Regions from separate parts of the Mus musculus genome. Here regions 2, 3 and 4 are each linked to region 1. A link is a contact called in public ChIA-PET and promoter capture Hi-C data. All regions are on one chromosome and are shown on one strand. The core of a region is the stretch at or near the end of the contact, and the rest is flanking DNA. Distances in the headings are between cores, read along the strand shown.

Evidence for each region. Promoter capture Hi-C pulls out the DNA fragments that hold promoters and counts their contacts. ChIA-PET counts read pairs in DNA pulled down with a chosen protein or histone mark.
Region 2: a promoter capture Hi-C map of pre-B cells shows a contact between it and region 1, with 2.1 times the contacts expected there. The contact joins the promoter of Rbm12 here to the promoter of Itch in region 1. A contact is called at or near these places in 2 of 39 promoter capture datasets (liver and pre-B cells) and 1 of 115 datasets of contacts at active chromatin or transcription factors (astrocytes).
Region 3: an RNA polymerase II ChIA-PET map of memory CD8 T cells shows a contact between it and region 1, with 15 read pairs. The contact joins the promoter of BC029722 here to the promoter of Itch in region 1. A contact is called at or near these places in 4 of 115 datasets of contacts at active chromatin or transcription factors (astrocytes, bone marrow-derived macrophages, effector CD8 T cells and 1 more).
Region 4: an RNA polymerase II ChIA-PET map of memory CD8 T cells shows a contact between it and region 1, with 8 read pairs. The contact joins the promoter of Pxmp4 here to the promoter of Itch in region 1. A contact is called at or near these places in 2 of 115 datasets of contacts at active chromatin or transcription factors (memory CD8 T cells and microglia).

Annotation. Positions count from the first base shown.
Region 1 is chr2:155,129,333-155,136,771 of GRCm38.p6, forward strand. Itch (itchy, E3 ubiquitin protein ligase) reads left to right here and starts at 4,149. Exons shown (of 25, transcript NM_008395.3): 1 at 4,149-4,253.
Region 2 is chr2:156,107,183-156,114,621 of GRCm38.p6, forward strand. Rbm12 (RNA binding motif protein 12) reads right to left here and starts at 4,783. Exons shown (of 3, transcript NM_029397.3): 1 at 4,604-4,783. It overlaps Cpne1 (copine I), which reads right to left and starts at 4,783. Exons shown (of 16, transcript NM_170590.3): 1 at 4,604-4,783.
Region 3 is chr2:155,815,182-155,822,620 of GRCm38.p6, forward strand. BC029722 (cDNA sequence BC029722) reads right to left here and starts at 4,051. Exons shown (of 2, transcript NM_001384169.1): 1 at 3,985-4,051; 2 at 2,549-3,902. The coding sequence starts at 3,899. The coding sequence ends at 3,744. Mmp24 (matrix metallopeptidase 24) reads left to right here. Exons shown (of 9, transcript NM_010808.4): 9 at 530-3,185. The coding sequence ends at 867. It overlaps Eif6 (eukaryotic translation initiation factor 6), which reads right to left. Exons shown (of 6, transcript NM_010579.2): 6 at 4,656-4,930. The coding sequence ends at 4,921.
Region 4 is chr2:154,601,094-154,608,532 of GRCm38.p6, forward strand. It overlaps Pxmp4 (peroxisomal membrane protein 4), which reads right to left and starts at 2,580. Exons shown (of 4, transcript NM_021534.3): 1 at 2,424-2,580. The coding sequence starts at 2,536.

The DNA.
Region 1 (7,439 bases), core at 2,899-5,398:
ATGGCCTGACTGTGATTTGCTGCCTTGACCAACAAAGGCTTCTTGGAGAACAAGCAAGTACCTATTTCAGATCTGCCTGAATCCTCACCAGATCCTGAAAGGTGGACTTGTAACCATTCTGAAAGGAATGAAGACAGCAAAAGAGACCCTTGTATGCCTCCCTTCAGCTATCAAACTATTGGGACAGGGGAACCCAAGAAATTAGAATCTTTCCAGGAGTCTCATTCACGTGTAGGGAAAGGCCAGGGCCCTGGAGCCAGGCAGAGGAGAACTTGGCTCCCACAAATATTTCACATAGTTCCGACAACTTACCAGGCTACCTTCCAAGAGAAACTGGAGCCCAGACAATGATTGTGAACAAGACCTCACTTTAACCATGAGTGCTTAGTTATGTATACCTTTTGCCCTCCATTTGAACCTAATCTTCATGACAGGGCTCTAAAGTTGGACCCGAGGGGCTCACTGGACCTCTGTTGTTCTCACCATGTTCATATTGCAGCAAATCTCCTTTGTTTGCTTGTCGAGGTTATTTTCTCTTTGGTTGGTTTTTTGGAGGGCTAGATGGGCTAGCCTCGCTTCTGGGCTGAGCCTCACATCTCTGTTCCAGGATCTACTACTTTCATATTGGTGATTTGGTTGTTGAGGCTCAGATGACTGTAAGACTTTGTAACCTTGGCTTGGCACTTGCGTGTTTCCCTGGGCTGGGTTGCTTTTCATTCCCCTCCCTTTGCTGGGTATTCTAAATTCTTATTCTAGATTCTCAAGAAAAAATTTCAACTTAGGTGATTAAGGTGTTAATTGTTAAGTCGTCTTAGTTTAGATTTAGAACCCTGACCTTCATATAATATCGGAATGTGTACAGCCATTCCATGTCCTTGGATTCGGGGCATCAGATAACACAAAACACGTAAGTTGGTATGATGTTGAGCTTGGAGAGAGGTAATATGTTTGTTACTTGTTCTAGGTTTGCCCATCACCATCCTCACCCTCCAGTGTTTTCTTTTTTGGGGGGTGGGGTTTCGAGACAGAGTTTCTCTGTATAGCCCTGGCTGTCCTGGAATTCACTTTGTAGACCAGGCTGGCCTTGAACTCAGAAATCTGCCTGCCTCTGCCTCCTGAGGGCTGGGATTAAAGGCGTGCACCACCACGTCCGGCTTCAGTGTTTTCATTTCTTATAAAAGCCCTTCATTGGGCTGGAGAGATAGCTTATTAGTAGGTAGAGTGCTTACTGCACAAATATAAAGTTGTGATTACCAGTATCCATGTCAAAAGCTGGGCTTGGTGACACATACCTGTGATCCCAGTACTGGAAAGTGGGAAAGAGGAGGACCCCTGGAGTGTGCCGGCCAGCCAGTCTAGCTGAATTGGTGACCTCCTGGCTTAGTAAGCCACTCTATCTCAGAAAATAGTGATTGAAGAAGACACTTAGATTCTACCTCTGCCCTCTGAAATCCCTCAACCCCAGAGACAAAAACACACAGAGACACACAAATACACACACAAACACATACACTGAGCCACACAGATATACAGATAAACGCACACGCACATACACACAAACTTTGTGACCTCAAGTTTCCTGAGATGAACCTTGGAGGCACTGGGCTCCACCTCCTCAGGATGTCAGTCTCTGAATAAACGTGGTTTCCTTCTCATCATTTTCCTCTAGAAAAGGGCTGACATTCAGTGACAAGCAGTTGGACATTGGTTCAGTAACAGTGAGTTGTTGGGAGAAGGACTGAATTTTAAAAATCCATATTTCTCTGAAGTCCACATTGTTAATTCTTGCTAGTTCCTGCCTTGCAGGTCAGAGATGATTCCCCCATTGACACTGGCAGAAGGCTAAGGCAGTATATAGTTCAGTAGGTCACAAAATGTGATTCCTGGGTGTCAGCATCACTGGGAAAATGCCCATTCTTGGCTTCATCTAGAACTTTCTAAACTTCTAGGGGTTAGGTCCATCTTAGGGACATAGCACATGTATAGTATATACAAATCCAACATTAAATCCCCAGAACAATAATTTTTTAAAAAGATTTTCTTGGGAGAAGTTTGGAGTATAGCTTTTAACTTTCATCACGTTAGTTTTACCTACTATCATAGAAGTTTTCAATTGAGCTGGGCAGTGGTGGCGCACGCCTTTAGTGCCAGCACTTGGGAGGTAGAAACAGGCGGATTTCTGAATTCGAGAGGCCAGCCTGGTCTATAAAGTGAGTTCCAGGACATCCAGGGCTTCACAGAGAAACCCTGTCTCAAAAAAACCAAAACCAAAACAAACCCAAAAAAGGAGAAGTTTTAAATTATGGGGCTTGGCCAACCAATCTACAAACCTGACTACTTGGGTTCCACCCCTGCCTGATACCTGGATCCCACAGTGGGAGCCGAGAACCAGTTCCTAGAAGTTGTCCTCTGACCTCCACACTTATAAAAATAAATAAAATAGAAATGCAAAACCCATGTAGGCAAGCTGAGTGTGGTAATTCATGCTTGTAATCTCATTACTGGGAAGGTTGAGCGTGAAGCATCCTGAGCATGAGGCCAGTCTGAGTTAGTTAGTGAGAATTTGTCCCCTAAATAAAGAAAAAACTGTAGATAAAGATTATCTGGAACTAGATGACTTGGCTTGGAACCTTGGTTTCTGTGTTAGTGATCTTGGGCCAATTAATAATTTCCTTTATATTCAGTTGTTTTCTGTACAAAATAATAAAGTAACAAAATATATTTATAATATTTGTTAAAATATCTTATAGTATGCCCAGTGACAAGAATCATCTGGGATGCTAGTTTAAAAAACAAAACAAAACGAAACAAGAAACCAACCCAGATTCTCCTAGAGCACACCACTCTCTCAATATTGGGGATAAAATCTTGGGCCTCATCAATGCTATGTAAGTATCTACTAGTGAGTTACATCTTGAGCCAACTCTTACAGCTTAATCCCTAATGTGGCAAACATTGGCTGGAAGTGCAGAAGAACTTTTAAATACTTAAACACACCAAACCAAAACTAAAAAACAAAAACAAAATCCCAAAAACCCAAACCCAGGGTTTCACCACGTAACCTCGGTTGGTCTAGAACTCTCAAGATATTTGGACATGGCTAGCCTTGAACCCACAGAGATCCATTTGTCTCTGTCTTCTAATGGAACCTGAAGCTTGCTGTGTGGTCTAGGGCGTTGACTAGGGAGCTCCTATGTCTGCCCACCACTGTTAGGGGTCCGTTGGTGCCAGCTTTTATATGAATGCTGGGGTTTCAAACATCCTTGTGCTTGCATGGCAAGAGCCTTTACCCACTGAACCATCCTCCCAACTCAGAATCTTTTTTGTTTAATAAACTCAGCACATAATTCATAATATGGTAGTTTCAAAGGTATTTCGAAAAGTTTAAGTGACTTTCTAGATAGTTTCCTTACGAGGAAACAGGATAAACAATAATAGCAAAGTTTGCTAATTATCACGTGCCTCTATTATTACCACTGCACAGCCTATTAATTCGGTAGGATTAGATGTGTTTTGCCTGGGTTAAGAAGTTTAATTTAAGCATCTGAAAAGGTAACCAATGGCATCTTTCACATAGTTTTGTTGTAAACGTTTAGAAGTATGCTTTTCAGTTTTTATAACTCATGCCGCCTTGGCGCTGTCAAGCTGTCACCCTCCTAAGAACTTCCTGTCAAAAGGTGGAGAAAGGAGAATTTGAACCCAAACAGTGTAACTCCAGAAGGATAGAACCGGCACAGTGCTTCATAAATTGTGATTCCTGCTGTTAGGAGTATCAGGAGAGAACTTGATAAAAATGCAGATTATAAAGCAACCCCTATTCCATCCCAGATCTACTGAGTCAGAAACTGGCGGTGGAGCTCAGCAGTCTGTTTTTAAAAGCTGTTCAAGTGATTCTGAGACACGCTAGCATTTGGTAACAGTCTTTAGAGGTCCTGGCGGGGAAGAAGGGGTCAAAAGGAAGGAACGAAAGAAGAAAGGAAAGAAGGGAGAAAGGAAAGGAGAAAGGAAGGAAGAAAAGAAAAAAGCCTTGGAGATGTAGAGAGCAAGGCTTAGTGTCCACTTCACCTGGAGGTGAGGAAAAATGATTTAGGAGGCTGGCGCGCAAGGCCTGCTGGGGCCTGTAGTCCGGACTGCGCCGAGGAGGCCGCGCCTGCGCACTAGGTGTGAAGTAGCTCTAGTCGCTGTAGTCGGGGCTCGGGACCGGCTGCCATCTTAGCGGAGGGACTGAGGAGTCGTCGCCGCCCCGAGTCCCGGTAAACACGCGCAGGCAGACTGGGGTCATTTCTGTGGCTTGGAGGGAGTTTGGATGAAAAGGCATGGGGAATGCGAAGGGTAGAGGAGTGTGGCGCTCGAGTCTGGACCTAGAGCCGGGGCTGCTCTTCCCGCAGCCGGTGTCCGTGGGGGGCGCCCGGAGAGCCGGCTGGTGGCCCGAGCCGAGTGGCGGGTGGGTCAGCAGGTCGAGCCGAACTGCTAGTGCTTGGCCTAGGCGTCCGGAGCCTGTAGGCCCGCGAGCCCCAAGTTGGGAGAGAGCCGAGCCGCGGCGGACGTGGGCAGGGTCCAGCCCCGCGCCCCGCTGCCGCGCCCGGGGGTTCCTCTCCCGCGGCCCGGCCTACGCGCGGGGCCCGGTGGCAGCGGCCCGCCCGCGCGACGTGGCCCTTTGAGGGGCGGCGGCCGGGCCCACCTGCCACCTGGCAGGCTCCCCCCGAGACTTTTCCAAGCTCCCACTCGCAGAGGACCTTCCCCAGTGACTGCTTCCCCTTCTGTCTTGTACTTCCCTCCTCCCTCCATTGTCCCCACTCATGGTGGTCCCGGCCCAGGCCGGCGCCACCGACTTTTGCAGACGTGGAGCTGTCACAGCCCTTTCTACCGAGAGCGTACTTTTCTTGAGCAAAGAAAAAAGTAGAGGTGAGCGCATTTGAAAGGTGGAAGCCCAATGAGGGCAGGACTTTTAAATAGAAGACTTGAGTTTTGAGACATAGTTCCCGGCTGCAACTTCAAGAGAGAAAAAAAATATATAAGGGTCAGTGCACCCGAAGTAGGCATTGGGCCTAAAGTTAGAGATGTGACCAGGTGACTTGCAAAGTACCCCAAATTCACAGTTCCCCACTCGCTTGTTTTCTTGGCTGTGTTAGAATCCTAATCCTGTTGAGACTTCTGTTCCTCTTTAAGCTGCAGTGAACTTGTTCTAAAGGGGGCAGTGGGGAGAAGAGGGAGGTTTTCTTCTTCACAGTTGACAGAACACCATCTAGCCACCCATCATCATTCTCTTAAGTGGGTGGTTCTCCTGTATCCTTATCTTAAGAAAGTAGGTAAAGGCTGTGTATGTTCACTCCCAGGATTGGCAGAGGGCTTGGTTCTCATCTGAAATAAAGTCTTTTGGGGGCAAGTTTGAGATTCAGCCTTGTGTATCACAGGGTTACCTAAGGCTTAATTTTGCAGGTTTAAAAAAGATTGAAATTTTCTTTTGAACAGTGAATATACTTTGTATGTGTGAGTTCAGGAATTCAAACTTCAGATGTCAACAAGGATATATATACTATGAATCCAAAAGCAAGTGCCTAATACTTTTTACTGTATTCTAGAGTAAATTCTACATTCTTTAAAACAAACAAACAAACAAACAAAACAACAACAAAGATTTACTTAAGAGACAGACTGATCCATGGTCCCAAGGTTTGGCCATTAGTGTAATTACAAGAGCTTTTAATTTTTTTGTTTTTGTTTTGAGACATGATTTGCTCTGTATCGCTGACTGGACTAGAACACACTGTGTGTAAACCTAGGCTGGCATCAAACGTCATTCTGTCTTCCTGCCTCTCCCTCCCAAGTGCTGGGATTATAGGTGCTTAACCAACAGAGTGGGCTCGGGAGAAGTTTTGAGATTTGTTTATTTGTGTGTGTGTATGTGTGCATGCGCACACCATGACTTGAGTTGGAAGTCAAGAGTGTTTCCTCTTTCCTGTGTGTTCTAGGGTTCACACTCAGGTCATCAGGCTTGCATAGCAAGTGACTTTCCTTGCTGAGCTATTTTGCTGGACCAGGAGAGATTTTTGAAAGTAGAGTTTTCAGCTCAGTTGGTAGAGTGCTTGTTTACCACACACAAGGCCCAAGTTTATTTAGCTCTCAGAAGCATTGGGAGGTGAGGCCGCCTGAAGTACTTGAGACCCTTTTTAAAAAAGTAGATGCTCTCAGGTCTCAGTTTTGAGATAGAATAGTGGGTCTGGATTGGCTTCTATAACTTTACTTACAGATGGGCTGTAGGTAGTTGGGATGGTTTTGGGAACACTGAGGCAAATCATAGTATGGTTATAACAAAGACAGCACAAAAAGCTTTGAGATGGGGGAGGAAGTGGAAGTGGCCTGTGTGGGATTGTTGAGGGAAGTGGCAAGACCTATGTATGAAGGTCAACATGGTTAGTTCCAGGCCATCACAGCTACCTAGTGGGTCCTGGCTCAAAAAAGGGTTAGTCTATGGACCCGAGGTTCTAGAGCAGTGGTTCTCAAGCTGGGTTTTGGCCCCTTTGGCAAGCCTCTAGCTCCAAAAATATTTACATTGTAATTCATAACAGTAGCAAAATTACAATTATGAAGAAGCAGCAAAAAATAATGTTATGGTTGGAGCTGGTAAGCCCCATGAGGGACTGTACAGCATGAGGAACTGTATTAAAGGGTCACAGCCTTAGGAGGGTTGAGAAGCAGTGGGTTAGAGGATGAGTAGGAATGGGGCAGAGGTGAAGAAAGGGAAGGAAATACCTTACTACCTCGAGGCGTGTGTCAGTTAGGAAGGTGGGAGAAAAGGAGCGCAGGGTGTGGGATGCAGGGGCCTCAGGACCAGGAGGGCAAAAGGACCTGTTCTGGAAAAGCTCTGCGTACAGTGCTAATGCTCGTGAATTTGATGTCGTGAGAGATCAAGGCTTGGGGAAAGGAAGTGGTCTAAGTTGGTGTTTATTTAAAAAAAAAATGGCTCTGATGATAAAAGTGAAAGGGCCAGAGTGACTGTGGCAGAAGTGTCCCTTGTAAGTGACAGGCTGGCCTTGGCTGGGTGTTTCATTTGGCTGAAATAATAAAGTTGCTGTGTCTGTTTTAGGGCTAGTCTGATTGAAGGCTACCTTTTCTCTTAGGATGTGTTCATTAGCATCTTTGAGAAATTAGAATCAGATTAGATGCAATTTGGAAGAGAACTTGAGTTTTGGACTATAATTGATTATTATCAGCACATCAAGCCATGCTTTGTCAATGTGTTTTCCAGTCACAGAGACTTGGTGCTTGAGCTTTATATTTGGAAGAGACTGTCTGTTTTACAGTAGCAAGTATGTTTTAGGTTGTAGGTCAGCTTTGATTGGAAATAACTTCTGGAAGTACTGTTAGTGAGGATTCTGGCCATTGTGGCTTGTGCCTCTAATCCCAGCACTCAGGAATCTGAGTCAGAAGGATTGACA
Region 2 (7,439 bases), core at 3,533-6,032, 980 kb after region 1:
ACCACCACGCCCGGCACAATAAATAAATCTTAAAAAAAAAAAAAAGGGGGGGGGGAGAAATGTTGAAAGCCCAGCTGATCTGCGTAAACGTGTAGTTTAACTTTTGTGTTCAACTTACAGAACAGAGCCAATCTACATACAAGAAACACCATCAGAAGCATCCCCACACCAAGGAAAAGTATACACATCAAGGCTAAATACCAGTACCTTTTTTTAACTACGGCTCTTCCTTCACAAGTAAGTCAGATGGAAACTGAAAACTAGCATTTTTGTCTCAAATCTCACTTTGTAAAGACCAATAATTTTTATTAGCTCAAAAAAAAGTATTGTTATACAGGTATGGATGTTCTGCCTAGATACTGCATATCTGTGTATCACACGCACACAGTACTGACAAAGCCCAGAAAGAGGGTATCATATCACGTGGAACTGGTGTTAACAATGTCTGTGGCTTGCTGTTTAAGTTCTGGGATTGAACCTTGGTTTTTTGAAAAGAGTACCCAGTGTTCTTAATTCCTGAGCCATCTCTCCAGCCCCACGATCACAAATGAACGGAGCCAGCACTGTTTTCCCAGAGCCTGTTTATTCCTGTGTGTTAAAATGTGAGCTAGATCCTAATTGAACACAGGATCCCAAATTTAAAAATCTATTCCGCTCACCTGAGTTCTGGTGAACTTTGGAAAAACATAATTAAAATAATTCTATTAAAAAAAAAAGTGATAGGAGAAGGCTACACACCTTTAATTCCAGGACTCAAGGAAGGCAGAGGCTCACAGATCTCTGAATTCAAGGCCAGCCTGATCTACAGAGCACCAGCATATCCAGGGATACCCAGGGAAATCCTATCTCAAAAAAAAAAAAAAAAAAAAATACAAAAAAGTCCAAAACAAGCATAGAGGCAGGGGCAGGCAATGAGACCCTTTCTTAAAATATATAAATAGGTACTGTAGCTAGATATAACGCACCTGTAATGCTAGCATTTAAGAGGCAGAGGGACAAAGAAAAAGAGTTTGAGGTTGGGCCAGGCATGGTGGCGCACGCCTTTAATCCCAGCACTCGGGAGGCAGAGGCAGGCGGATTTCTGAGTTCGAGGCCAGCCTGGTTTATAGAGTGAGTTCCAGGACAGCCAGGGCTACAGAGAGAAACCCTGCCTCAAAAAAAAAAAAAAAAAAAAGTTTGAGGTTGGTCTGGACTACAACAGAGAGTGTCTTATAAACATTTTATCTACATATAAAATATAGGGACAGGCCAGGAGAAAGTTAGCCACAAGTCCACACAGTTCAGAAGCCCTAAGACAGCAAGCTGCGTTACTGCATTTTTCACTTCATTTCCTAACAGATGGTTCTTCAGCACAACAGAAAACAGGGAAAAATGGTAAGTACTTGCATATTAACAAGATAAATTTATTTTACTAGCCATTCCAATTATTTGAAACTTCAGAGTAAAATGTTCATCAACAAACCTTTTAGTTACAAAGAACAGGAACAAACTAAAACTCCAGTATTTCCACTCTCTCTGGCAATCAACACTGAGAAGGTAAATTTCATGTTGTGAAGTCACCAACCTTTACCTGACAACAATCAGGGCAAAGCAGAACCACACACTTAAGATCCAAAAGAAACAAAAATCCCAACAACCTCTTAAAGGTTCGCCTCAAAGATCAGCAACAAAGCCTCTATTTACAATGGGCACAATGTTATCAGCAGTGTAATCCCATCACCAAAGAAATCATGAAACCACAGCTTCATCCCTTTAAGTTTGCCCCCTCCCCCCATTATCAGATAAAACACACTTCAGATCCTGGAACCATCCTTATAAATACATTTTTCTGACACTGATAAAATGTAAAATGTTGAATGTTCATGTTAATTTCTCATCTAGTGCTCAGGCAGCAAATCAAGACATTTGTAAATAAGATGTTCCTCCTGCCAAAAAAATTTAATACTGTTATTAATGATACCAACAAAAATATCCTTTTTAGCCGGGCAGTGGTGGTGCAGGTCTTTAATCCCAGCACTTTCGAGGCAGAGGCAGGAGGATTTCTGAATTCAAGGCCAGCCTGGTCTACACAGAGAGTCCCAGGACTACACAGAGAAACCCTGTCTTGAAATAAATAAATTTTTATTCATTTATACTTCAAAATAAAAATATTACTTCTAGCTTAAGTAACCACATTTTCTTTCACTATGGCTTTTAGTCTTAAAAGCTAGCTTTAAACGTAAAACTCTGCAAACCAAAGGTACATAGGTGGTTGGCAGTAAAGCTGCTGGAACTACAAGTGAAATTACTTTTCTGTTTAGTCTGCCTACAACTTTTAGTGAGCACTCATTTTAATTAGTATTTATTACAACTATGTAGAGGAGAGGGCTGGAGAATCTGCCCAGTGGTTAAGATCACTGGCTGCTCTTCCAGAGGCTCCATGACTCCCTGCACCCACAGGGCAGGCAGCTCACAACCTTCTGTAACTCCAGATTCGACCCCCTCTCTTCTGGCCTCTGAGAACACCAGGCATGAAGACAGGCAAATACCTACTCACTCAAAAACTGTAGGCTAGGTTTTAGATTTTTAAGGTGGACTCTGCATTTTAGGGGGAGATTTAGAAATTAGTATAGAATGTAAAACTAATTACATTTTCAGAAAAAAAAATCATGTATTCTAACTAAGTATCAAAAGTCAACTGTTACTAGTGACTCCACCAACTTAAGAGTTCAATGTGAGTCTAAGTTACAAGATCCTATGGCCAGTGAGGAACAAACAAGCAAACCCCCAAGATCCAAACAGCACAGCAGCTCTCTGCAAACTCAAGTGGGACTTTCTGACTGGCAGTGGGGTCTAGCATCTGGCACACAGTATAAAACAGAAGTTTAATGATATAATAAGTTTTACACCTAAGAACTGTACCAACAACTCCCAAATGTTCAATATGCAACCAATCAAAACATTCAACATGCCACAAAATTGTAAAAGAAGCCTAAAGTATATAACTAGTAGCCTAGAGCAGTAACCACCACAGTGGTTTGATGGTCTCAGATCCGAACATAAAATTATACATTACAATCCACAGTGACCAACATTTAATCAAACACAAGGTGATATAAAAATATAACACGTTTTGATAAACTATCCAATACGCCTTGTGAAATCACCTAAACACAAACATTTCATTTCCTTCCAAAATTATATTCGAAGTTATGTGAACAGTTCTTCCACAATCACTTTCTACAAATCCAAAAGTCTCCATCTCATCAAAAGCAACAAGTTTCAAAAACAAGTACATCAGTTTTATTTACCTATTTTTTTTAAATAAAGATTTTTTTGTAGGATTTTTTTCCAACTGCAAACGCTCTTTAACATTTTAACAGTATACAATGGTTAACAAGGTCCCGGACAATTTTTGTTTCTAAGACTGAAGTTCACCAAAAATTACAGCTCAAACTATCCAAAAAGCCCTGAAAGAAATAGTCTCTCCCTTGAGTTGCCATCCATCCTAGTTTTTTCCCACCAAGTCATATAATAAGATTCGCATCAACTTAAATCTTAACGTACACAATAAAATGGTTTCTGCCAACTGCACACACTCAGTCATCTCGGAATCTAGGAGCCAAGAAGGCTTTAGGACCCAGAATACTTCTGCAACACAGCCTGTAATTCGCAACTTTATCTACCAGAATGAATGGATCTTTAGCACTTGAATAAACCACAGGGGACTCCTTAGAACTTCCAATAAAACACACACTTAGGTTACTAACTCGCTTACTAACACGGGCACTCCAACCTGCTACGTTAGTCCATACCCCAATACTAACCTGTAGATCTTTAAAATGCCTTTCCTTCTATTTTACGCGGCTGCAAAGTGGCGCCGCCAACCTTCAGACAGTAAGTAAGCTATCTAAGACACCCACCCTCCTTCCTCCAACTCCCAAAGGTGCTGCAGATAGCAGCCCCTCCCCTAGTTGGGAATCAAGGACCAGCCATCCTAGCTACAATTCTTCAAGCCTCTCCGACCTACAGGGCGGCTCCAATCACCTACACTTAGGAAGCCCCTCCTCAGCGCTAGACCTAGGAAGCTATACACTGCAATCCCTGCACCTCCAGGCCCTAAAAGCGACCGGTTCCCAGCCTCCCAGGACACCTTTCCTCCCCATAGGAATGTCCCTAGTGTAGTCCACTTTTGCAGGTCATAGGCCACTAGGACCTCTTCACTTCGGGGCAGAGGTGAGAGTTAAAACCTCGTTCCCGCTTAAAGCCAACGAAGCCTTCCCCACTAAGCGTGCAGGCGTTTTCATCGCAATCCCCCCCCCCCCGACCCGGTAGTTCGCAGGCCGCGAGGCCACCCGATGCTGGCCGCTTCCCCTCTCAGGACCACCGGGCATCCCCGCTAAGGCCCTGCTCCCACTTCGGCACGCAGACTCCACCTTTCGCATCCTCGGAGGCCCCGGAGCGTGAGCGGCGCCCCAGGACCCCCGCAGCCCCGCCGCGACCCTTTGTGTTGGGCGCTCGCGGCCGCGGGCTCCGAGGCCTGGGAAGGCCCCGCCCCGAGGCACCAAGGAGGCGGCTCGAGCCCCGCACAGCCCCGCCCGTTCCGGGGCTGCGGGAGTCTTACCGGGGAGAGCTTGCGCGGCACCAGAACCCAGACCCGAGTTACCCCCCGCGCGAGTGCCTCAGCCCTGCGGCCGACAGCCCCAGCCCGAACGGCTTTCCCGGAGCCCACTGCAGCCAACACCTCCACAGCCGCTTCACAAAATGGCCGCCCGCCCGCTCCGGCGCTCCGCGTTCCCGGAGTAGGCGGGGCGCCGCTGCCGACGTCACCTGATGGGAGACGCAGGCGCGCTGAGGATTTGGGGTGGGGGCAAAAGCTCGGAAGTTGCAGGTATTTGTGGTGAACCCGGTATTTTAGTAGCTGTTTGCAAAGTCAGACCTGAAGCTATTGTCCAAGGTTCCTTGCAGAGCTTTTAAAGTACAGGCTCCTTTGGCTCTTGGAGACCCCCGTGAAGGGAGAAAAACAATGCCTTCACTGCAGAACTGTCTTGAGGATTAAACGCACCAAGAAGCAAAAGCTTGAACCTTTTTTTGACTATTGAAAAAAAAAAAAATGGGAGGCAGAGGCAGGCGAATTCTGAGTTCGAGGCCAGCCTGGGCTACAGAGTGAGTTCCAGGACAGCCAGGACTATACAGAGAAACCCTGTCTCGAAAAACCAAAAAAGAAAGAAAGAAAGAAAGAAAGAAAGAAAGAAAGAAAGAAAGAAAGAAAGAAAGAAAGAAAGAAAGAAAGAAAGAAAGAAAGAAAGAAAGAAAGAAAGAAAGAAAGAAAGAAAGAAAGAAAGAAAGAAAGAAAGAAAGAGAAAGAAAGAGAGAGAAAGAAAAGAAAGAAAGAAAGAAAGAAAAAGGAAGGAAGGAAGGAAGAGAAAGAAAGAAAGAAAGAAAGAAAGAAAGAAAGAAAGAAAGAAAGAAAGAAAGAAAGAAAGAAAGAAAGAAAGAAAGAAAGAAAGAAAGAAAGAAAGAGAAAATAATCCTGCTTGGCAGTGGTGGCACAAGCCTCTAATCCCCGCACTTGGGAGGCAGAGGCAGGCAGATTTCTGAGTTTGAGACCAGCCAGCACTACACAGAGAAACCCTGTCTTAAACACACACAGAAAGAAAGAAAGAAAGAAAGAAAGAAAGAAAGAAAGAAAGAAAGAAAGAGAGAGAGAGAGAGAGAGAGAGAGAGAGAGAGAGAGAGAGAGAGAGAGAGAGAGAGAGAGAGAGAGAGAGAGAAAGGAAGAAAGGAAGGAAGGAAGGAAGGAAGGAAGGAAGGAAGGAAGGAAGGAAGAGAAAATATTCTTCTGCCATGGGGCTGGAGAGATGTCTCAAAGGTTAAAAGCTCATACTGCTCTTCCTGGCATCTTAAATTCTATGAGCTACATGGAGTGGCTCACAACCTCCTGTAACTCCAGCCTCAAATCTGACTCCCTCCTCTGGCCTCTGTAGGCAGCGACACTAATATGTACAAACTCTCACACAGAGACATTAATAAAAATAAATATAAAAAGAGTAAAATATCTTTCAATATTTCCTATAATCCCCAGTATTTGATTATACAGGGAGACCTAGGCTCTACCAGACTCTGCCCCTTGATTTTGTGTGTGTGTGTGTGCGAGAGAGAGAGAGAGAGAGAGAGAGAGAGAGAGAGAGAGAGAGAGAGAGAGAGAGAGAGAGAGCGCATGCGCGCGGGCAAATAAGAGGGATGGAGAGAGAGAGGAGAGAGACAGAGAGAAAGAGAGAAAGAAAGAGATTTTCTTGCCTCTATCTCCTGGAATTTTGGTGTGTACCTCCTTGTCTGGACCTAAGCTTTTCATAGTCACTGTGCCTTAAGATCAGGATCAAAAGCCTGTGACTTCCATTTCTGAATTGTTGTTCATTCCAGACTAAAAGTCCTAGAGAAGTCAATAACCCAGTAATAATGATGCCTAATATAATAGAACTATTCTGTGTTAAATGGCAAATGAATAAACAATAAGCTTAGCTGGGTAGGACCAAGCCCCAAGGTCACCACGCCCTTAATCTGCTTGAACAAGGGATTCAGCTCCATTTCCCTACCTGAACCGGATATTTTATATTTTTTCCTTTCTAAGCTTGCTACGCTTGTTCAAAATGCTCTTCATGAGACTTTCCCAGAGAACAAAGTCTCTAAAAAAGTTGGGCTTTTTTGAGATTTCCTTTGTCAATGTAATTAATATAAATCCCTTTACCTTAGCCTCAGCCAGACTCCTCATACAAGGGCAAAAAGTGACATATTCTTCTCCAAAATATCACAAGAGCAGTCTCTAGGCCACATACTGAAATTCTTCTTCACTGAAACCTCTTGGGCCATATCTACACAGTTGAAATCACCCTCAGCACCTATGTCTTCCATATTCTTCCTAGGATAGCCCTTTAAGCCCCACTTAAACCATTCCACTGTTTCCCAAATCCAAATCCCCAAAATCTACCTTCCTCCCAACAAAAACATGGTCAGGCCTATCACAGCAATACCCCACACCTAATACCAACTTCTGCCTTAATTAGGGATTTACTGCTGTGAACAGAAACTATGACTGAGGCAACTCTTATAAGGCCAACATTTTTTTTTAAGATTTATTTATTTATTTATTATATGTAAGTCTTAATAGCGTTCGCGCGCCCGACGAGGAAGAACACAACAGACCAGAATCTTCTGCGGCAAAACTTTATTGCTTACATCTTCAGGAGCTAGGAGCGCAAACCCCCAGCCCCAAAAGCGAAAGCCCCTTCAATAATCTTTAGGAGCCAGAGCTCCGGCGCGCTAAAGCGCAGAGCGCGCTCTATTGTTTACATCTTTAGGCAGCGAGAGAGCGCAGGGCGCGCAGAGCCAGAGAGATGCCAGCGAGAGAGAATGGCGGAAACCCGTCTCCTTTTTAGGAGAGTTATATTTCGCCTAGGACG
Region 3 (7,439 bases), core at 2,801-5,300, 690 kb after region 1:
CAAGCCCAGGCCATCCCCCAAAATCTATAATTATGAAGCCATGGTGTCTGCTGCTAACAAATAAAATCTTGCTCTTTAACTCCACTGGCTTGGGACAAAAAATAGGCTGAGGTCCTAGAGCTATGGAAATGACATTGTACAAGTACTTGATCTGACCCTTATGGGAAGCCTGGGGCACAATGTGACAGAGCTGTTTCCATACTAAGGCAGAGCCAGCCTGGGCAGTACACATTAAAGCATTTGCCCGCTCGACTCAAAACCCCTTAGTGGTTTCCCAGCACCTTTGAGCTAGCAAGCAAGATTGTCCACATCCTGGGAGTCCTACTTTGCTGTGTTGATTACTGCACCATCCGTGGGGCAAGCAGTGCACTCAATCACCTCCATTCCAACAGACCACCCCGCTCCACCTACCATGCCACCTGGAGCCCCTGTCTCACACAATGCTGCAGGACCCCAGGTTCAAATTAGTTGAGAGCAGGTGCTAGGGGTGAGTTGGAGTAGTGGTGCTGAGTCCTTCCCATTTCCACAGATTACACCTACTTCTACAAAGGCCGGGACTACTGGAAGTTTGACAACCAGAAACTGAGCGTGGAGCCAGGCTACCCACGCAACATCCTGCGTGACTGGATGGGCTGCAAGCAGAAGGAGGTAGAGCGGCGTAAGGAGCGGAGGCTGCCCCAGGATGATGTGGACATCATGGTGACCATCGATGACGTGCCAGGCTCTGTGAACGCTGTGGCTGTGGTTGTCCCCTGCACACTGTCCCTCTGCCTCCTGGTGCTGCTCTACACTATCTTCCAATTCAAGAACAAGGCGGGTCCTCAGCCCGTCACCTACTATAAGCGGCCGGTCCAGGAGTGGGTATGAGCAGCCCAGAACCCTCTCTGTCTACCCGGTCTGGCCAGCCAGGCCCTTCCTCACCAGGGTCTGAGGGGCAGCTCTAGCCACTGCCCACTGGGGCCAGCAGGGCCCTAGGCCAGGTTCGTGTGTAGCTGAAGTGGTGGGTGCACTGGTCTAGGCTGAGTGCGGGGCAGGGAGTGATGGTGGCTATGCCCCAGGTTGGGTAGCTGGCACCCAGCTGCCAGCCTTCTGTCCTGGGCAGACCTCTCTCTACTCAAGGGAATAGGCCAGGCCCTGTCAGGAGGCAAGGATGGTGCCAGGAGGTGCCCCTGAGGTCATTGCATCCTGTGGTGTCTGCAAGATACCACAGCTCCAGTCCTGGCTGGGACCCAGCCCTCTGAGGCAAGCCAGCACTAGCTCTCACCCCCACCCCAAGATGCCACCAATCCCAGTCCCCTCTGCCAACACCTGCTGGTCAGATGTCCCCTCATCCCTACCCTACTATCCTCCAAGGCTGCAGTGCCCCTGATGCCAACAGAGTGGGCAAAAGCCTGGGTTTCCCCTGCTAGCCCATAGAGGATTCCTCAGGAAACCTGTTCCACCCGCCAGGTCTCCTCTGAGACTCAGAACTTAGGGTCACATGCTGCAGGCAAGGCTGTGGCCCAGCTGGATCTCACAAGGACCCAGCTGTCATGTCGTGAATATTTAAATGTCCTGTCACTACTGTTTAAAGTCCCATTTTGCAAAGGCTACTTGAGGCTTTAGGTCAGCTAGAGGTGACTGTCTTGGTGATGAGGCCAGTATGGTGGCCCTTCCTTGGGCACTAAGGACCACGGTGCTGCAAAGGCCACTCGGGCATCCTGATACTAGCGGGCATCCTGTTCAGGAGGCTCAACAGCTGCAGGAGCTGACCCTGGTTCTGGGGGCGGATGCAAGTTTGTGACCATTCTCTACTCCCCTTCATTAATGTTGTCCCCTGCCCTGCTCCAGCCTGTCCTCTGTGGCCTGGGGGCTCGGCCTGACTACAGGTAAAGCAGAGAGGATTCTAGAGCCACCCTTGTCATCTTCTCAGAGTAAGGGACCAGGGCAGCCTTTTAAGTTCTCCATCTACATCCCCAGTGACCCTGAGGCAACTCAGCTCCAGCCTGGAGTCGGTGTTTGTGCTCCTATCTTGACCCTGGCAGCCCAGGTCTCTGGGTCCATCTTCCTGCACTGCTCTTAGAAAAAGGGTCCTCTTCCCAGCTGGTAGCAGCCCCAGGCTTTGGGGTTTCCCCCAACTCCCTAACCCAAACTACCTTTTTGTTGTTTGTTTTAACCTGAGGCCCTTCTTCACATCTGACAGTTCCTAAGTCTTGGTTTGGCTTGCTCCAAAACCACTGGGTGCAAGTGTCACTCACTGGCTCTCTGCCAAACCCAACGGTGGTATGAGGCGGCCATCAGGGTGCTAGTGGGTCACAGATACCAACTCTGACCTCTGAGCCTGCATGGGCTTTGCCCCTGCCCTGTGGTCTCTCGCCCTGTAGCACAGACAGAGACTCTTGATGCCCTGGGAGTTGTTGAGTAAAATCTCTTGTCCCAGAAGCACCTATGTGGGTCCACTGTGTCCCATCTCACCATTGTGTTCTTGCTCATTTTGGCCAAGGGCAGGCTCCCTGGGGCAGGCGGGGAACAACTGCAGAGATTTAGTGATTCATAGGTTTGTACAGCGTTTTATACTTTGCAAAGCACTTTATTAGCTCACAGCTGTCCACTCACATGAAACTCCTGTAGGCTCTGAGAGAGGCTGAGGGTAGCACTCATCTTACCCTCAGATGAAGCACAAGGAGGTCTTATTATCTGCCCCTGCCATCCAGGTGGCCCTGGCTGGGTCTTGTGTCCCCATCAGTGGGCCCTTCCAGGGTCCGAGAAAACTGTCTCTTCTAGTCCTCTCCTCTGGGCCTCCCTCCCCCAGTCCCCTGGTCCCTCTCCTCAGGTTGGTGCTCACTTCTTGAAAGCTCTAGGCCCCGCAGGCTCCCTGTTGGCTCCTGGCATTCCAAGGCCAGTTGCGAAAGAGCAGGGGATGGAGGCAGGCAGCCCAGGCTGCAGATGTGAGGGACACAGGGCCGGGCCCAGAGAGGGCTCAGCCTAGAGGCTTCCAATCTTGGATTCTTCTGCCTGCGGTCATCTGTTTGTCCATCAGCCCAGGTCAGAGCAGTCAGAGGGGCAAAGTACTAGAGCCCCCAGAGCTCAGCTTCCCCTCGGCCTGGGTGACATCACAGCATCTCAGTGTCGGTCACATTTTAAACTGATCAGCCTTTGTACAATGTTTTTTAAATCATTTCTAAATAAAACAGAAATACAGTGTTTTTTCCCCTGGGGTATGGGAACAAAGACCAGGGCATATGTGTGCCCGTAAGAAGTTTCAGGGAGAAAAGGGTACCCTGGGAGTGTACTTCTGCAGTTGCCTCGTGCATCTTCTAACCAGCAATCAATGTCCTGTCCTCCCCACCCCACCCCAACCCGTCACCCAGGAACCTCAGGAGTACGGGAGGGTCATTGTGGCAAGACTTCTCTGGAGACAGGGCACATGGGGCTATGGCCAGGCAGCAGCTCAGTTCTAGCGAGGGGGAAACCAGGATTCAACAGCATCAAGAGCCTGCCAGGACGCCTCATCTGATCCTGGCTCTTCCTCTTAAGGAAATCAGCCCAAGGACAGAGCTGAAAGGGGGCGTGGGAATGAGCTGGTTCGGGGGTCTGTCAAGTCTGAAGCTGAGGTGCAATTCTCTGAGGTGGCCCTGAGGGACTTTCAGTCTCCGCGATCTTTCTTGAATCTCTGCCCAGAGGGAGTAAGACAGGAAATCACAGGGTGAGGAGATAAAAGCCAGGCCAGGCCCAGGAGGGCATGAAGGCCAGGGGTGGCCGGGTCAGTACCAGGACGTGCAGGCGATTAGAAAGCGCACGTCGTCCAGTGGCCCCCACGGGCCAGGTTCCGGCTGAGGCTGCTGCGGACCCTGCGGCGCTGGAGGCTGGGGCTGCGCGGGCTCCGGGCCATCCTGGCCACCACTCAGGAGAGCGCCCATGGTCTGTAATAGAAGCCCATTTGGTACCATGCCAGAGCAAGTGTCACCCCACCCATCACCACCCTCTACCCGCGCGTGTCCTCACCTCAGGCAGTAAAGTGAAAGCAGAGCTGCACGGAAGCCGTCTGGCCTGGGAGGAGCAGCGTTATGACGCAGCCGAGACAGAGAAGGAAGGCCTTCGCACGCCAGGGGCGGGCCCCGTGAGCACGGGAAAGGCAGGGCCACTAGCCAACCACGCCCAGGGCCCAAGGCTCCGCCCCACTTAGAAGAAGGCCCTGCTAGAGCCACAGGAGGCGGCCTGGCTTCCCAAGGAGGCTACCCCATCTTCAAATTCAGGCAGGACCAGAATGCACTGCAGCTGAGTGCCTATGGCCTCACAAAGGCCCTGGCAGGGAGAAGAGCTGGGTGTCTCATTCTGAGGCCAGGGAGGGCCGAGAGGCTGGAGCTGGCTTGAAATGGAACCCAGAAGCCAGCACTACTTCCTCTTGTTCATCTCTTCTTTGAGGGGTGGGAGGGATCTCATTATGTATCCCTAGCTGTGCTAGAACTCAGTGTGTAGCCAGGCTGACTATGAACTGGAGATCCCCTCTGCCTCCGGGATTACTGGTGTGTTCCACCACCCCCTGCAGGTCTCCCATCCTGTTGAGGGAAAACACTGCATGTCATCCCACCCAACTTCCCCACAACCCAGGAACTGCTGTAGAAGGAGGTGTTGCAAACTGAGGCCACACACACACACACACAGCACACTGAGGATGGTGGGAGGCAGTCCTTTAATGGGGTGGGGCACAAGATAGCAGAACTTTCATCCAAGAGCCACAAGAACTGAAAGCCAGCATGACAGGGCAGGCTTTCCAGTAACAATTGTCAAGAGATGGCACAGGTGAAGGGTTGGGCAATCAATTCAGCTCTACCGAGCTCTGCCATGCCCCACTGCCAGCATCTGGTACAGACTAGCTCAGGCATGGAAAATGAGCCAAAGTCCAGAGGCAGGAGCCCACACGGCAGCATGGACGGTGACTCATGTGAGGCTGCAGAGAGAGGAATGGATTACATATCAGGAGCTGTTTTACAAGGTACACGTGGCCCCACCCTAGACCTGTTCTAGTTCAGTCCTTGAAAAGCCACACTTGGAACCCCACCTGTTCCAGGGTTCCAGACTGACTATATCCTGTGTAAGATCAAGCCTAAAACTCCCCACGTTTGAGACAGGAGCAAGGAAAAGTCAGTGAGAGCAGGATGTGCCCAGACCAAGCCTCTCAGAGACCAGGCCAAGGCCAAAACTGCCTTCCTTTTCCAGAACTCTTCATTACTGCTGATACAAAAAGTCACAAATACTAGACTGAAAAACAGACGTGCTCTCTCTAAGGATTAAGTGGATCACTGGTATTGGAGGAAGTAATCATTCATGATACTGAAACCGAGGTGCTCACTGTGTGCAGCATGCACAGGCTCGTGTCAGCTCTTTCCTCGGCTGCTTCTTCACTTTCCTTTTTGAGTCAGGGTCTCTCACTGAGCCTGGAGCTCACCATGGCTGCTAGGTGGACAGCCAATGAGCCCAACGCTGGAATGACAGACATGTGCCACCAAGCTCAGCTTTTATGTGGTGTGGGAATCTTAACCAAGTCAGTCCTCACTGCTTTGTACAGCGAGCGTTTTACCCACTAGACCGTCTCCCATATCAACCTGATATCTTCCCCGTAAAATCCATGAACACCTCAAAACAAGTCAAAAAACCCAAAGGAAACAACAGTCTTTCCTTCTCTTCCAAGTCTAAAAGGACAGGGAGTGTTCTGATCACGTTAATACCGCCTGGCACATAAAACGCTGTAGAACTTCTCAGGCTGGGCTGGGTGTAGCCCTACAGGACAGCATTTGCCTGCAGTGCATAAGCTCTCAATTGTTCACCAGCTCTGACAGCAGAGTTAGTCAGGGTGAATACCAACATGTCGTCATCAAAACTAGTAGCTTTAAAAACACATGCACATAGCCAGGTGTGGTGGCACAACCTCTAGCTCAGCAGAGCCAGTCTGGGTCACATGATACTTCTATCATTTAAAGAACCAGAGTTGGATTATTATTTCCACCTATAGTCAGAACCTCTGATTACACTGGGAACCTACATAAACAAGCAACCCAACACCCAGCAAAACTCAAAATCTCAGGCTAACAGTCCAAACTGCCTGATATGGGAATTTAAAGCCCTTCGCATTCAGAGAAAACTTGTTTCCTTTACATACTCAGTGTTTTCCCATCTCTCTGTCTGTGTGAGGTTCTTCCTCACTCTTTTCCAGTATTTAAACAACTCCTCATCCCCTAAAACAGACTAAATGTCACTCAAGAGACTTCTATAATCCCAGGAAATTTCTCACCAGCTTCACAAGCTGCCCATACGGGAACTTAAGTAAGGAACTGCTTGTTTCTCCTGTAACAGCTAAGAGGGATAGATAGCATCTCCCATGCCCATGTGAACCCTCAGAGGCAGGATATAAAGCCACACCACCCAACTATCCTCAACACAGCCATGTCCACCTTGTCAGCACAAACAAATGCACTAGGATGAGGACCGCATTCCACGGAAAGCAGAGCATCTGTCCCTGGGCACTTCTCTACTTCTGAGTTTCTAGCCTCACAGAGGTATCTGTGTTAGTTGGACATGGCATGCCTTAAGAAAGGTCCCGGGCAGGCTGAGAATAGGCGCCCAACTTCTTAGCATCTTCTGCTGCTGCTCTTCCAGGTAAAAATAAAAAGTCGGGCTGGTGAGATGGCTTAGTGGGTAAGGGTCCGGAGTTCAAATCCCAGCAACCACATGGTGGCTTACAACCATCCGTAACAAGATCTGACTCCCTTTTCTGGAGTGTCTGAAGACAGCTACAGCGTACTTACATATAATAAATAAATAAATAAATAAATCTAAAAAAATTTTTTTTTAAAAAAACAAAAAAATAAAATAAAATAAAAAGTCTTGGTCCAACCTCCCAAGGAGTGAGAGTCCGTGTCCAGCTTGGGTGGCTTTTCACCACAGAAGTCTGGATCGCAGGCTCTTGACCTTCCTCGTGCTGTGATCCTGAGTACAGTTCCTCAGGTTGTGCTGACGCCCAACCTTAAAATTATGTTTGTCACTACCTCAGAATCGTAATTTTGCTGCTGTTATGGATTGTAATGTAAATATCTGGTATGCCAGATATCTGATATGTGACCCTGTGAAAGGGTTGTTCGGGCCCCAGGTTGAGAACTGTAGGTCTAGACCATGATTTCAATACAAAACTCACCTACAACTTGTTTAAGAGCACCACAGCAATCTGGGGTCTCCTCAGTGATTAAGGAGGCTTGCCACCTTCCCTAGCCAACAGCTATTTTCTATCTCAGGTCTCAGGCCACTTGCTGGAGACAGTGGACACATGTGCAAATACAAACTGTAAAACATGGTCAGTGACCAAGTAAGATGGACCACAGAAGAGGTCTGCCCAGAGAGCTGTTTTCGAGCAAGACTAAGTATGAGCAGATGTCAATGTTTGTGGCTCTAAGCCAGTATGCATA
Region 4 (7,439 bases), core at 1,330-3,829, 530 kb before region 1:
TCTGTCTCTGCCTCCCAAGGGCTGGGATTAAAGGAGTACACCACCACCGCCCGGCCAATAAATAAATCTTTAAAAACAAAACAAAAACAAGTGTGCACTGCCATGCTCAGCCTTGTCACACTAGCTTGTGAGACTTCCCCTTGGATGTATGGTCCTTGTAAGAGAGTCAGAGCATTGGTCCCACTCACAAGTATTGAGATCCCCGCCTTGGGGACCCAGGATTGGCTGAGTTTATAGTTTTAATTTTATGGAGGAGGAAACCAAAACCAGAAGAGACAAAGAATAATCCAGCTTTTATAACGAAAGCATTGGGATTAGAGCCCAAGCACTTGACCCTTAGAAAGTGTCTGTACTGTCTGGGAAGGTTCACCGAGAACAGGAAGACACAGTGTCATAGGGTTAGCTGTACAAAGACCATATTGAGCAACGCTTGGCACAGGGGCCAGCTCCTGCTTTGTACAGTGCATACCTGGTAAAGAGGCTACTAATGTTACCTTAGGGTTCATCCCATCCTGGTCAAAGTGTCCTATATGACCTGGCCAGATTCAGTAGGACCCAATTTCTACCTGACTCTGTATGCATTTTGAGTTTGAATCCTGACTGTAATGCTGACATGATGTGACCAGGAGAGCTCGACAGACCTCCCCCATAAATCACATTCCACCCATCTGCGAGGCAGAGACAAGAGTGATTCCTAGTTTTCAAATATCCATAAAGGAGAATTTGAATGCCTATAACAGCGAGTACCAGAACACACAGAGGACAATCTAGATAAAGATGTCCATCCTTGTGAAGTTCTTTTTGTGGCTGTTGTTGAGGCGGGGTCTCACAATGTAGCACAGGATGACCCAGCATCTTCAGTGTTGAGGATGTACACCACCCTAGACTGATGGAGCTTGCTTTCTTTCTTTCTTTCTTTCTTTCTTTCTTTCTTTTTTTCCCGAGACAGGGTTTCTCTGTACAGTCCTGGCTGTCCTGGAACTCACTTTGTAGACCAGGCTGGCCTTGAATTTAGAAATCGGCCTGCCTCTGCCTCCCAAGTGCTGGGATTAAAGGTGTGCACCACCACGCCCGGCTGAAGCACAAGCACACTTACTTTCTTTCTTCCTTCCTTCCTTCCTTCCTTCCTTCCTTCCTTCCTTTCTTTCTTTTTTTAAATAAATCTTTTTTTTTTAAAGATTTATTTATTTATTATATGTAAGTACACTGTAGCTGTCTTCAGACACTCCAGAAGAGGGCGTCAGATCTCATTACAGATGGTTGTGAGCCACCATGTGGTTGCTGGGATTTGAACTCTGGAAGAGCAGTCTGGGTGCTCTTACCCACTGAGCCATCTCACCAGCCCTGGAGCACACTTTCTAATGAGAGACATGGACCAGGAAAAAGATCATCCAGTGTCTGATGACAGGTACTATAGAGAAAGAGGGTGAGGAACAGGAAGCAGTGATCTGAAAAGGGTTCGTGAGCCAGGCAGACAGCGTACCTGTACCAACATCCGTCAGCGGACAGACAGACACACACCAGGGACTGTACTCTCCATTTCACACATCGCCTCAATCCTCAAACAGTATAGAAGTGCTCTGGGGGACCCATTTTCTAGAAAGTGAGACCCAGAAAGCCAAAATGGTTTGTTCGAGATCAAGATCATGGTAGCTGACACCAGGTTTTTTTAAGTCCTGGCAGTTGACATACTCACCACCATGCCACACACTGCTACCAGCTCCTAGAGATAGAGACTTTGGTTTCTTCTCTGAGAGTCACTGCTCACGCAGTGAGAGCAGCCCCTCACTAACTGCTAAGGGATGAGGGTTAACGAGGCTGGAACTCCCATCTGGGCACCAGTCAAGCAAAACGACCCCAAGATCTCCTCTCCTACCTAGGAGGGAAGGAGAGCAATTTACCTAGCAAACATTAGCTACTTTTTCTTACATACAATCACTGTCACTTCTCACGAGACCCCAGTGAAAATGAAGGGTGAGGTGAAGTCACATATAGATGTGAACCTGTTAGGAACTTTACTGAGGGAACCTATGAGGCAGTAGGTGACCACTTGCTTGCTAAAGGACAAAGTCCAGTTTCTTTTGTGTATACAGAGCCACAGAAGCCAAGTAGGCCAAAGGGGACAAGGTAAGATGAGATGAATTAGACCCAATGAGGGGATACAGGTGCTGAGGAGGCAACTAAGCCAAGAGTGCCAGGTTGGAAAGGACAGAGGACCTAGAAGCAAGACAGAGGAAGCCCCAGTTTAGGACTGGTAAGGTGACTGGAACCCTGAAACCTACGTCTGCTGCACCAACGGGGCACTGAAATATACAGACATCTGAGGCCTAGAGAGAGCACAGCTCAGGGGCCCCGGGCCTCGAACTCGCGACCCCAGTTAGGCCCGTCCTTTAGCTCCAGCCGCACTCTGCGGCCCTACTCACACAGCCCCGTTCCGGAAGCCCTTTATCACGGCCAGCGCAGCGTGGTAGCGGCGCTGGCGCAGCAGCTTGTTGACGGCCTGGAGAAGAGCCTGTAGCTGCGGTGGGGCGGCCATAGCACCGGAGCACTCGGTCAAGGGTCCTGGCTGGCCAAGAACTGACAGCCCTGGGCTCTGGCTACACAGCTCTCCGCACTGGAGAGCCCCGCCCTGCCGTTGTGTCCATAGGCTGAGTCTGCCGTCAATCATAGAAGAGAGCCAGTCATAGAGCTCATTTGTCTGCAATGGGCTGAGAAGTGCTTACTCTTCGAAATATCTGTCTGATTGGAAGAGAAAGGAGAGTCGGTAACCAATCACCATGACTCAGAAGGTCTCACGCAGGATTTGCCCAATGAGAAGGCAGTTTTCTTAGGGAGAAGTTTGTTTAATTGTGGGCTTGGGAGGGGTTTGCTGTTCTCTTTCGAGTTGGAATGGGTGGTGTTTGGAAGTGACGTTGGACTTGTCACTTGTCACACTTGATAATTTCGATTGCCTAGCGAGTATCACAGCTAACTTCTCAGGACAGAAATTGCATGCCACTCTTGTCGTTTGGTGCTTTAAGACAGAATCTCTTATAGCCCAGGCTAGTCTTAAACTAGGATCCCCTTGCCTCCACCTCCCACATGCTGGGTACCTTTTTCTACTTATTTTTAAAATACAAACTCCCAGGCACCCCCAGGAGCAGACCTACTTACGTGACTGCCAGTCTTTGCCTCCCGTTTCACATCTGCTCTTCTCTCTAGTCTACTGACTTAGTTTCCATTCCTTGAGTATGCCAAGAACCCCTCAGCTTCAAAGGAGTTACATCTGATATTTCCCTTTTTGAAGCACATTCTTTGTACTTCCGATGACTGACTTCTCGGTATGCAGGTGTTGGCTCGGGTGGCACCACCTACTCAGGGGAGCCTGCAGGATATCCCACCGGCTGTAGCACTGGTTGCTCTGACTTACTAGTCCAAGTTTTCTGTCGTTTTGTTTTGTTTTTCCCTATTGAACTCTTTATACATTGTAATTGTTATTACTTACTACTTGCTCAATGTCAATCTTCACGTGGACTATTGGGTTCTTGGAGCCAGAAAGCTGTTTGTCTTATTTTCTGCTGTAACCCCAGTACCCAACACAAGTGTACAGAAGCAGTAAAGATAACAAAGTACCACTGCCAGAATATTGCACAAAACATATGATCACAGCCCTGACTTGAAGACAAGAAAGATGGGCAGAAAGAATGGAGCCAGGTTTGGCCAAGTGTCTTCACATCAAGTTCTGTCAAGACCTGGGACACCTGATGACGACTGAGGCCCGTACAGCAATGTGTCTGTCCTGGCACTTGTATATCCAAGGCCCCACTCACCAAGACCACTGTCGATTATGGTCATAGCATGGGTAAATCTTCATGGATTCCTGTTAATAGATAGCTAATAAGCCCAATATGTTTAGTTATACAATCCTCTTATAAACTCAGAGATGCTTAAAAGTGTGAGGAATGAAAAAGTGTGAGTGAAAGTTGGTAGCTAGTTAACAAGAAGACTCTGATACTGGTAACTAGATAGTTAACAAGAGGGCTCAGTTACTGGTAACTAGATAGTTAACAAAAGGGCTCAGATACTGGCGAAACAAAGCCACTCATGACAGAGAACCTTGGCAAATATTGACCCTGTGAATTTCAATTTGTCAACCACACAGGGCATGCGATGCAAGAGTAAAAGTCCAGGAGGCTTAGAGCAGACCCTCTGAGTCAATCAGAGATGGCCCCCTAGGGAAACGACAACAATAACAACCAAAAGGGTTTCACCTCCCAGGCTAATGTGACAGAAATCATTGTATAACCATTACCCCAAGGAACGCCAGAAAAAGGCTGCTTCAGAGTCAAACACAGCAGTTGAAGAAAAAGGAAAGGGGGATTCTTTTTTAAAGCTCTTTCTTGGACAGTGTGGCTGATAAGACTTTCTGCACCCTGAAGAGTGGGGTTCAGTATGTCAGAAATCTTAAGCTATGCCAGCTGTGGGGGTGCACATCTGTAATCTCAGTCCTGGTGAAGCAGAGGCTGAAAGATCATGGACTTCAGTCCAGCCTGGGCTATCCTAAAGACCCTAGTGAGGCATTTGCCACCACGCCCACCTTGTTCTTTTTTAAAATTTTTATTTTCAGTGTTGTTAAGTGTGTCTGTTTAGATGGTGGTGATCAGGGATGCTGGAGTCATTTGCGAGCCACCCAACCTGGATACTAAGAACCAGACTCAGGTTCTGAGCAGGTGCAGTCTATGCTCCTAACTGCTGAGCCTTTGATCTTCTCCAGTCCCTGGAAATCTTTTCCTCAGTATAAAAATAAGGAAGACTCCTCAAGCTATGCATGGTAGATAATTGATGCCCCCACACCCTTGTGTCGGACTTAGGGGTGGAGATTTGGCTAAAGTGACAGCGTTCACCTTGACAGCTTGAGAGCCTGAGTTGGGATTCCTGGAACCCCCCCCAAAAGTGCTTGTTGGGGTGTGTGACAGCCTAGTGCTCGCTATGAATAGGCTCACTCAGGAGGAGGAGCTTCAGGCTAGCCAAGGCTACACAATGACACCTTGTCTCAAAGCACGGTGGAAAACAGCACATCTGCTTTAGGATCCTGGGATCCAGAGACCCCACAATAGAATCCACAGGTGGATGACCGGCCTGTCATCAAAGATAAGAGGATTCCAGTGAGATGCTAAAAAAAAATCAGTAGATCAACACAGATGATAAAGATTGTAATTCAGGCACAGACTTTTTTTTAAAAAAATTTTAAAGGTATATTTATTATATGTAAGTACACTAGCTGTCTTCAGACACGCCAGAAGAGGGTGTCAGATCTCATTACAGATAGTTGTGAGCCACCATGTGGTTGCTGGGAATTGAACTCAGGACCTTCAGAAGAGCAGTCAGTACTATTAACCGCGGAGCCATCTCTCCAGCTCCTGGCACAGACTTTTAAGAAATAATGTTGAACACAAAATTGAAAGCTATCTCTGAGAACTGAACTTGTGTCCTCTGCAACAGCCATCTCTTCAGCCCCAGGATTTTTTTTTTTTTTAATGTGAGACAGGGTTTATCTATATAACCCTAGCTGTCCTAGAACTCCATCTGTCAAGCAGGCTGGCCTCAAACTCAGAGGTTCATTTGCCTCTTCCTCCAGATTACTGGCATTAAAGGTGTGTGCTACCACCACGCAGCCCCAGGGATAATTCTTAATATATCAAATTAGTAATCCTAGCGCTTGAGAGGCAGAAGCTGGAGGACCAGGAGTTCAAAGTCACGCTCAGCTTCAGTGACTTTGAGGCTGTCTAGGCTACATGGGACCCTGTCACAATCTCTTGTTCCCTTTCAGTTCTCACCGGTATGTGTGGCTGCGTGTGAGGAGGGGGGAGGGAGGGGGAGAGAGGGAGAGAAAATTTTGGAAAAGAACTAAGCAAAGCTACTAGAAATGTCACCTACAACTACACAGAGAATCAGTCCCTGAGTTGTGACATGTGGCCCAGCATTGGGAGTGTTTGGAAACAATTGGGTTTGGCAAAAGTCTTCATGTATGCGATCTCTTGGTAAGCCCTTTCTTAGGGATGAGTCAGTTTCTACCTTTCTGAGCCTCCCATGGTGCCAAAGGGAAAAATGTTGCCACACACAAACATGTATTACCTAGTGACCCATTTTCATTTTTTTTGCACAACTCTAAGCTCCTCAGGGCAAATCTGTTTACTTACCTTGACCCAGAAATATAAAATTTACTAAGGGTGCATCTAAAGAGTGCTAACTGGCTTCCTGGATGCCTTTGTGTGTATGGTGCTGTCAACCCCTGGGCCTTAGTCAGACTGAGTGTCCTGCCACAGAACTATACCTATAGACCTTAAATGATGTGGTACCAGTCTCCTTCTTATAGAAGTCTGTGAGTTAAGTATTATAAAGGATGTCAGCTAACTTATGGGAAGCAGAGGGATACAGAGGCAAAGTAACTTGCCCTGATAAAGGTCTGGAGGAGAGATTTTAATCCGGGTCTCCTGGCTTGTCTCTAAAGTCTGTGATCTTTTGTTTTGCTTTTTAAGATTTATTTATTTATTTTGTGTATATGAGTACACTGTAGCTGTCTTCAGACACACCAGAAGAAGGCATCTGATTCCGTTATAGAGGGTTGTGAGCCACCATGTGGTTGCTGGGAATTGAACTCAGAACCTCTGGAAGAGCAGTCAGTGCTCTTAACCGCTAAGCCACCTCTCCAGCCCAAGTCTGTGATCTTAACCACATAGTTTGTTAGTACTGCCATGACAAAGTACGACAGAGACTTGCCAACAGAAATCTATTGTATCAGAATCCTGGAAAGTGGATGTTAAAGACCAAAGTGTTCTTGGGTCAATTTCAATTCTTTGAAGATCTTTCTCCCTTGCTTTTAAAAAGTGACTTAAGGTGAGTTCTCACGTGGTTACCCCATTTTTTTAAAAAGCGATTCTTATGCAGTTGTAGTATAAACCTTTAATCTCAGCACTGAGGAGACAGAGAGGCAGGAAAATCTCTGGGTTGAGTTCCAGGTCAGCCAGAACTCCATTATGAGACCCTGCCTCCAAAAAAATTCTTTTAAAAATGGTATTTATTGATCCATCTGCAAAAGACATGTATGTATGTCACCAAATGGATCAGAGGACAACTAGGAGTTAGTTCTGTCTTCCAACACATGGGTCCGGAGCCTCCAACTCCAATCCTCAGGCTTAGAGGCAGACCCTTTACTCAGTGAACTATAATAATATAGATACATAAATATATCTGCATGTATATGTTATGTGTATGGGTATTTTGCTGGCAAATATGTCTGTAAACCATTTCTGTGCCTGGTGTCCACCAAGTCCAGAAGAGAGCATTCAGATCCACTGAAACTTAAGCTCCTGACTGTTGTGAACAGTCATGTGGGTGCTGGGAATCAAAACCAGGTCCTCTGGAGAATATCCAGTGCTGTTAACCACTGAGCCATTTCT